Linked DNA regions of Pan troglodytes: region 1 is linked to region 2. The links are chromatin contacts, called in public Hi-C maps. All regions are on one chromosome and are shown on one strand. Each heading gives the region's core, a stretch centred on a gene start, on an enhancer-like site or on the middle of the called end of the contact. The rest is flanking DNA. Distances are from core to core; before and after follow the strand shown.

The links. A called contact is a pair of places that touch in the nucleus more often than the background predicts.
Region 1: a contact with region 2 is called in a Hi-C map of stem cell-derived neural progenitor cells, with 1.8 times the contacts expected there. The contact joins the promoter of BRD2 here to the promoter of TAP2 in region 2. A contact is called at or near these places in 1 of 7 Hi-C or Micro-C datasets (stem cell-derived neural progenitor cells) and 1 of 1 datasets of contacts at active chromatin or transcription factors (stem cell-derived excitatory neurons).

Annotation. Positions count from the first base shown.
Region 1 is chr5:38,851,252-38,853,951 of NHGRI_mPanTro3-v2.0_pri, forward strand. It overlaps BRD2 (bromodomain containing 2), which reads left to right and starts at 1,326. Exons shown (of 13, transcript XM_063812858.1): 1 at 1,326-2,656. LOC129144363 reads left to right here. Exons shown (of 3, transcript XM_063813264.1): 3 at 1,326-1,975. The coding sequence ends at 1,960.
Region 2 is chr5:38,720,554-38,723,253 of NHGRI_mPanTro3-v2.0_pri, forward strand. TAP2 (transporter 2, ATP binding cassette subfamily B member) reads right to left here and starts at 1,296. Exons shown (of 12, transcript XM_009450990.5): 1 at 1,131-1,296; 2 at 212-708; 3 at 8-122. The coding sequence starts at 704.

The sequences.
Region 1 (2,700 bases), core at 76-2,575, 130 kb after region 2:
AGCCACCCAAACGGGGCCGCTTGTACTTTTGGGGGCCAGGGCCTGATCCCTGGCTGGGGGAAGGGGACTCTGCTCTCCTGACGCTCATTTTCCCCCGCCCTCCCGGGGTTTGCCCTACTCCGGGGGTCAGAAGACAGGAGATTGGCGGCCATTTTAGACGCAGTAACCGAGGCTACTGCAGAGGAGGGAGGGTGGCGTGGTTGCAGCTCAAGGACCTAGGCCCTTACGAGCCCTTCCCGGGCGAGGGGGAATCTTACCGTATATTTATTTGTTTACCTACGTTGATTATTTTTCCCAGATACGTACACAAGTTTGTTTTCTCCCTGGTAGCGAAGAAAGGGGAAACGGGGGAGGGGACGCCCCACCAAAGCCCAGGTTTTCTCGGGTGGGGGAAATCCTTTCACTCTCTTGTAAGGGGGCGGGGACGGCCCCAGAGATGCTCTGGAGATCCTGATCTCTGGGCTCTGGTTGATTCACAGAGTCTGCACCCTTATTTAGATAACCAAGTTAGGAGGAAGACTTAAGAGTAAGTTGGGGGGAGGGGGCGAAACTGAGCTCCCAAAATGGCTCCTGCCCCTCCTCGGAGGCGGACGGCCGGGGGGAGGGGAGGAGGGGAGGAGGGGGAGGGCTAGTCTGAGCCGCAGCCGCCGCCTCCTCCGCTCGCCCTCCTCCCTGGCGCTGACCGATGGACCAGCCGCTCCGTGGGGAGGACTCCGGACCCTGGTGGGGGGGCGGGGGGGTTCTTTCGCCCCCGTGGCGGAGGGCCCCTAAGAGGCGGATACGGGTCTGCCCTTGGGGGTAATGTGGCGTGTGGGGGGAAAGGTCCGAGCTCGCCTGGAGGGGGAGGGTTTTTCCCTTAAGTCATCCCTCCCAGGACTTGCTTTTTCTGCTCTGAGCCGGACGCCGGAATGGAGTTTTGAGGAAGAGGTGAGGTGTGTTGCATTGTATAGGGTAGATGGATGCGTTTGGGGATTTTAATCCCACTTTAGGGTTGCTGAGGTTTTTTCGAACGAGCAGAAATGTATTGGTAACTGTAGGTGTGAGTGGGGAGGGATTAGAAAGGTGCTTGGACGTGCAAATTTGGGAGACGTATTTTAGCTTTTGTGGTCTTTGGGACTAAACAGTAGTAAATAATGTTTTGCTCGTCTTTCCATCGTTTGGCTTGAGGGAGGGAGTGGAGTATTATAAGACTCTGGCAAGACTGTGTTTTAGACTGTGGGGCATGGGAACGTTAGATCCCCTCATCGCCGTTCTGAAGCCCGTAGCTGTTCGCCATAGAGGAGCAGGCCGCGGCTTCTAAGATGGCGTCTTTTTCCTCGTTTCAGATTCTTCGCTGCTGCTGCCTTACCGCCGAGAACCACCACCCGCCGGGCGTCTTGCGGCCACACCCCTGGCGGGCTCAGGCAGGCTACGCCCACGCGACCCCTCCCGTTTCCCTGCTCTGGCCAATGGAGGAGCTACGAATGGCACGACCTGCTCGAGCTTGGCAGTCTCCAGTTGGGCTGTGCATGGAAGCTTGGGAAGACTTTGTTGGAAGGGGAGGCGGGGACAGAGTGCTGGAGGCTCTGGGGCGATGGCTTCCGCACCTCTTCCAACCACCCTCTTTCCCTGGAGTCGGCGGACCACAGCTCAGCCAATTGGCTTGGAGATGTGGCGGGTTGCCACTTCCCTGTGGGTCTCTGCGGCACTCTTCTGCCTGGTGACTGACACCTTGGAAATGAAGTTTATGACGTCATCGTTGCGGCTGGCCAATAGAAAAAGCTCCCGCGGAGAGGTGTTCCTTCCCCTTCGACTCAGCTTCTTCACCCGCGTGAGCGAGCGCGCGCGCGCGGAGGGGGTGGGGAAAATCTCAAGCAGGGTGGCGCGCATGAGCGGCGAAGCTCCTCCTCCCCGCCTATATATAAAGGGCTGGCGCGGGGCTCGGCGGCGCCATTTCGTGCTGGAGTGGAGCAGCCTCTAGAACGAGCTGGAGGATTCTGCCTACCGATACAGAGCCTTCGAGTCGTCCGGGGCCGCCATTACAATCCACCTCCATCCACTTGGAAATGGCCTTCGTCCCGGCCTATGACTGGTCCCAGCGGGCAGTACAGACCCCATAGAAGCCCCTGGAGCTCCCCTTTTTCGGGCCCCGCCCAGTCCTCGGAGTCTGTCCACCCCCTCTACTCCGCCCTCAAGAGGATTTCAAAGATGGAGGCGGCGGCTCCCTAAACCACTTTTCGTGTTCATCCGCCTCCATCCGAGATCGAAACGGGACCTCGTCGGCCCCGTAGGGTCCCGACAAGAAGAGGGAATCCCTGCAGACCAACAGCGGGCTATATTGACGACGGTGTCTGAGATCGGGGACCGTCTTTTGAAGTCAGTCCCTCCTTAGTTGCCCGCCTCAGCTGAGGCCGCCGCCATTTTCTTGCTGTCCGCCGTCTGCAGAGCGCGCCAAGCTGCCCGGAGCTCTCCGAGAGGCCCCAAAGAGACTGCTTTCGTGCCGGCCAGGCAGGGGGTTTGTCGCCTGGAGGCCCAAGAGGAACGGCCTCCCCCCAACTTAGCGGGTTATGCTGGACCGGGCGGTGAGGGGAACCGAGGCCACCCGGACTTTCCGCGGCTGAGGGCAGCGCCGGTTCCCTGCGGTCAAGATGCTGCAAAACGTGACTCCCCACAACAAGTACGTTTCCGCGAGCCGCGTGTGGGAAGGGGATGTTGCAGGGC
Region 2 (2,700 bases), core at 46-2,545:
CACCTACCTGCCAAAGGAGAAGAGGCACATGAAGAAGATGGCACTGGCAAAGGCATGGGGGTCAAAATCACCTCCCAGGATGTCAATCACACGACCAGAATAGTGAGGGATTAATGTCTCACCTGAAAAAGGCATGAAAAATAACACAAGAATGTGCTGGTGCCCAGGCCCTTTTACCACCTCCAACTCACAACGTCCTCTCCTGACTCACCCAAAACAGCAAGGACAAGGAAGAAGAAGGCGGCAACGAGGAGAGGCAGGTCCGGCCTGGAGAGCTTCAGCAGCCTCCACATCAAGACTTTGTTGTTCACCTGGTCCTGCTCCTTCTCCTGGGCTCCAGGAGGGCTCAGAACAGCCCACAGTGACCAGCTGAGCCCCGCAGCCCCATACCCCACCAGCAGCCAGCTCCAAGGGGCTGAAGCGACTCTGGCTGGGGGAGCACGTGAGGCCCCCGCGACCAGGGCTCTCAGGGAGACAGTCAGGGGGGTGGCCAGACAGAGCGGGAGCAGCAGTGTCCCCACAAATCCCAGCAGCCCTCTTAGCTTTAGCAGCCCCCACAGCCCTCCCAGCCGCAGGGTCCCCTCCAGCCACAGTCCTGGCAGCCCTTGAGGAAGCAAAGTCCCCAGAGGGCCCTGAAGCAGCCACAGTAAAGCCGCGTCCACCAGCAGCAGGGAGGTCCAGGGTCTCAGGTCAGGGAGCTGCATGGCTCTGTCAACGGATACGAGATGAGAAATCATGGGGGTGGAGTCCCAATCCTTGTCCCTGCCCTCCTACCCGCCCGGCTCCGCCTAACCCGTCCATCGGCTTCTCATTTTATCCTATTCAACCCTGAGAGCTCTCCTGAGTAACCGGTGCTCATCCGTACACCCCTCCTACGACAGACAGCTTTCGGCCTTCTGGGGAGCTGGAAGCATGACCATCAGGAGCCTCGTGCTTTAAAAAAAAAAAAAAAAAAAAAAAATCCCCGGACCCCCACCCCCACCCCCGCCTGCCGCGGCGAGCTAAGTGGTCCGGGCTCCGCTCCCTCGTATCGCCGGGTGCAGAGGGACTGGGAAGCAGGAGCGTGGAGTGGGTAGTCACTTGGGCTGCGTTCCTGTTGGCGCTCCAGGTTCCCCTCCGCACCAACTCACCAGCCGCGGCGGGGAGACTGCAGCTCCAGGGGCTTCTGCTTCAGCGCTGAGGTCCGCTCCGTCTCTCCCAACCTCGCTACCGGCTCTGGTCCGCCAGCTACGCTCGGCCAGGGCTGGCGTCAGGGCTCGGGCAGCTTTCGCTTTCGCTTCCCCAGCCAAGGCCTTCATTCTGGGCTGGGCCGCCGGGAGGGGGCGCGCGAGACCCGCAGACAGCGGAACTGGAGCCCGAACTCTGGTTCGCACGGCACAGGCCTGCAATGAGTCTCACTCGCCTTTAGTGGCGGTTACTCTGGGATATAAAACTGCAAAAATGTTTCTTTATCATTAAGTAAAATACAGTTGTCTCAAGGGCAACTTTATCTGTTGTCCTTGCTTTGTAATTGGAGAATGCTTTGTAATTGGAGAATCACTGAATTTTCTCAAAGTTACTACTTCAAGCTCTGAGCCTACTATTAAGAAGTGCCCTCTTTCTGGTCCGGCGCGGTGGCTCACGCCTGTAATCACAGCACTTTGGGCGGCCGAGGCGGGCGGATCGCCTGAGGTCAGGAGTTCGAGACCAGCCTGGCCAACATGGTGAACCCCTGTCTCTACTAAAAATACAAAAATTAGCCAGGGCGTGGTGGCGGACGCCTGTAATCCCAGCTACTCGGAAGGCTGAGGCAGGAGAATCGCTTGAACTCAGGAGGCAGAGGTTTCAGTGAGCCGAGATCGGGTCATTGCACTCCAGCCTGGGCGACAAGAGCGAGACTTCGTCTATAAAAAAAAAGTGCCCTCTTCCATGCAAGCTCCAGTTTTAGGCGAGCAAAAAATATGCCGGGCTCTCCTAAATAGAAGGTTCCAACCAATCTCACCAGGCCAAAGGGGATTTTCACGTACAGACTTTGAATTTAGTAGGCCCTGAGCGTTCATCTTCATCCGTCCTTCTCAGCCGGAGCACCTTGAGCTGGCGCGTGTTCAGGTGCCTCTGAGTCTGTACTTCAAATTATGTTGGGCGCACCTTCAGCCTATGAGGGAAATGCCCGGTACTGGGCTTTGGTTCTTGTTCTATTTTAACACTGTTTAGAACAGTAATTAGGTTTTTAAATATCCTTCCTGACCCAGAGCCTACCTATGCAACAGAAAGATTCGTTTATTCCAGAAAGGACTCTTCAGATTGAAACCACCTCCCAAACTAAAAACAAACAAACAAACAAATTCCCCAAAGGAAGGGTCGCTTGGATTCCAGATCACCATTTTGAAATGTTATCTGTGTGACTACCAAGGAGTCACTTAAAGTTTAAAATAGTGGTGGTGGGGAGGAGGGATTTTAAGTAGGGGCTCGCTAAAGTTTTTACAACTCTATTCATTCTGGCATTTTAAGAATCTCTCTCTAATGAAAAAAGCTCCATGCTCAAGCTCGTGCTCCTACTTTCAAGCATTTGTTTCCTTTATTTTCTGGAAAGTGACATGGTCCATAGTTCCAGCATGGTTCCGAAAATCTCATGATGTGTGTCTCTTTCTTCTAACCTGGGTCTTTTACATTTTCCCCACACTCCTCACTTAGGGGAGTCCTCCTGATCTCTTCTTCCTC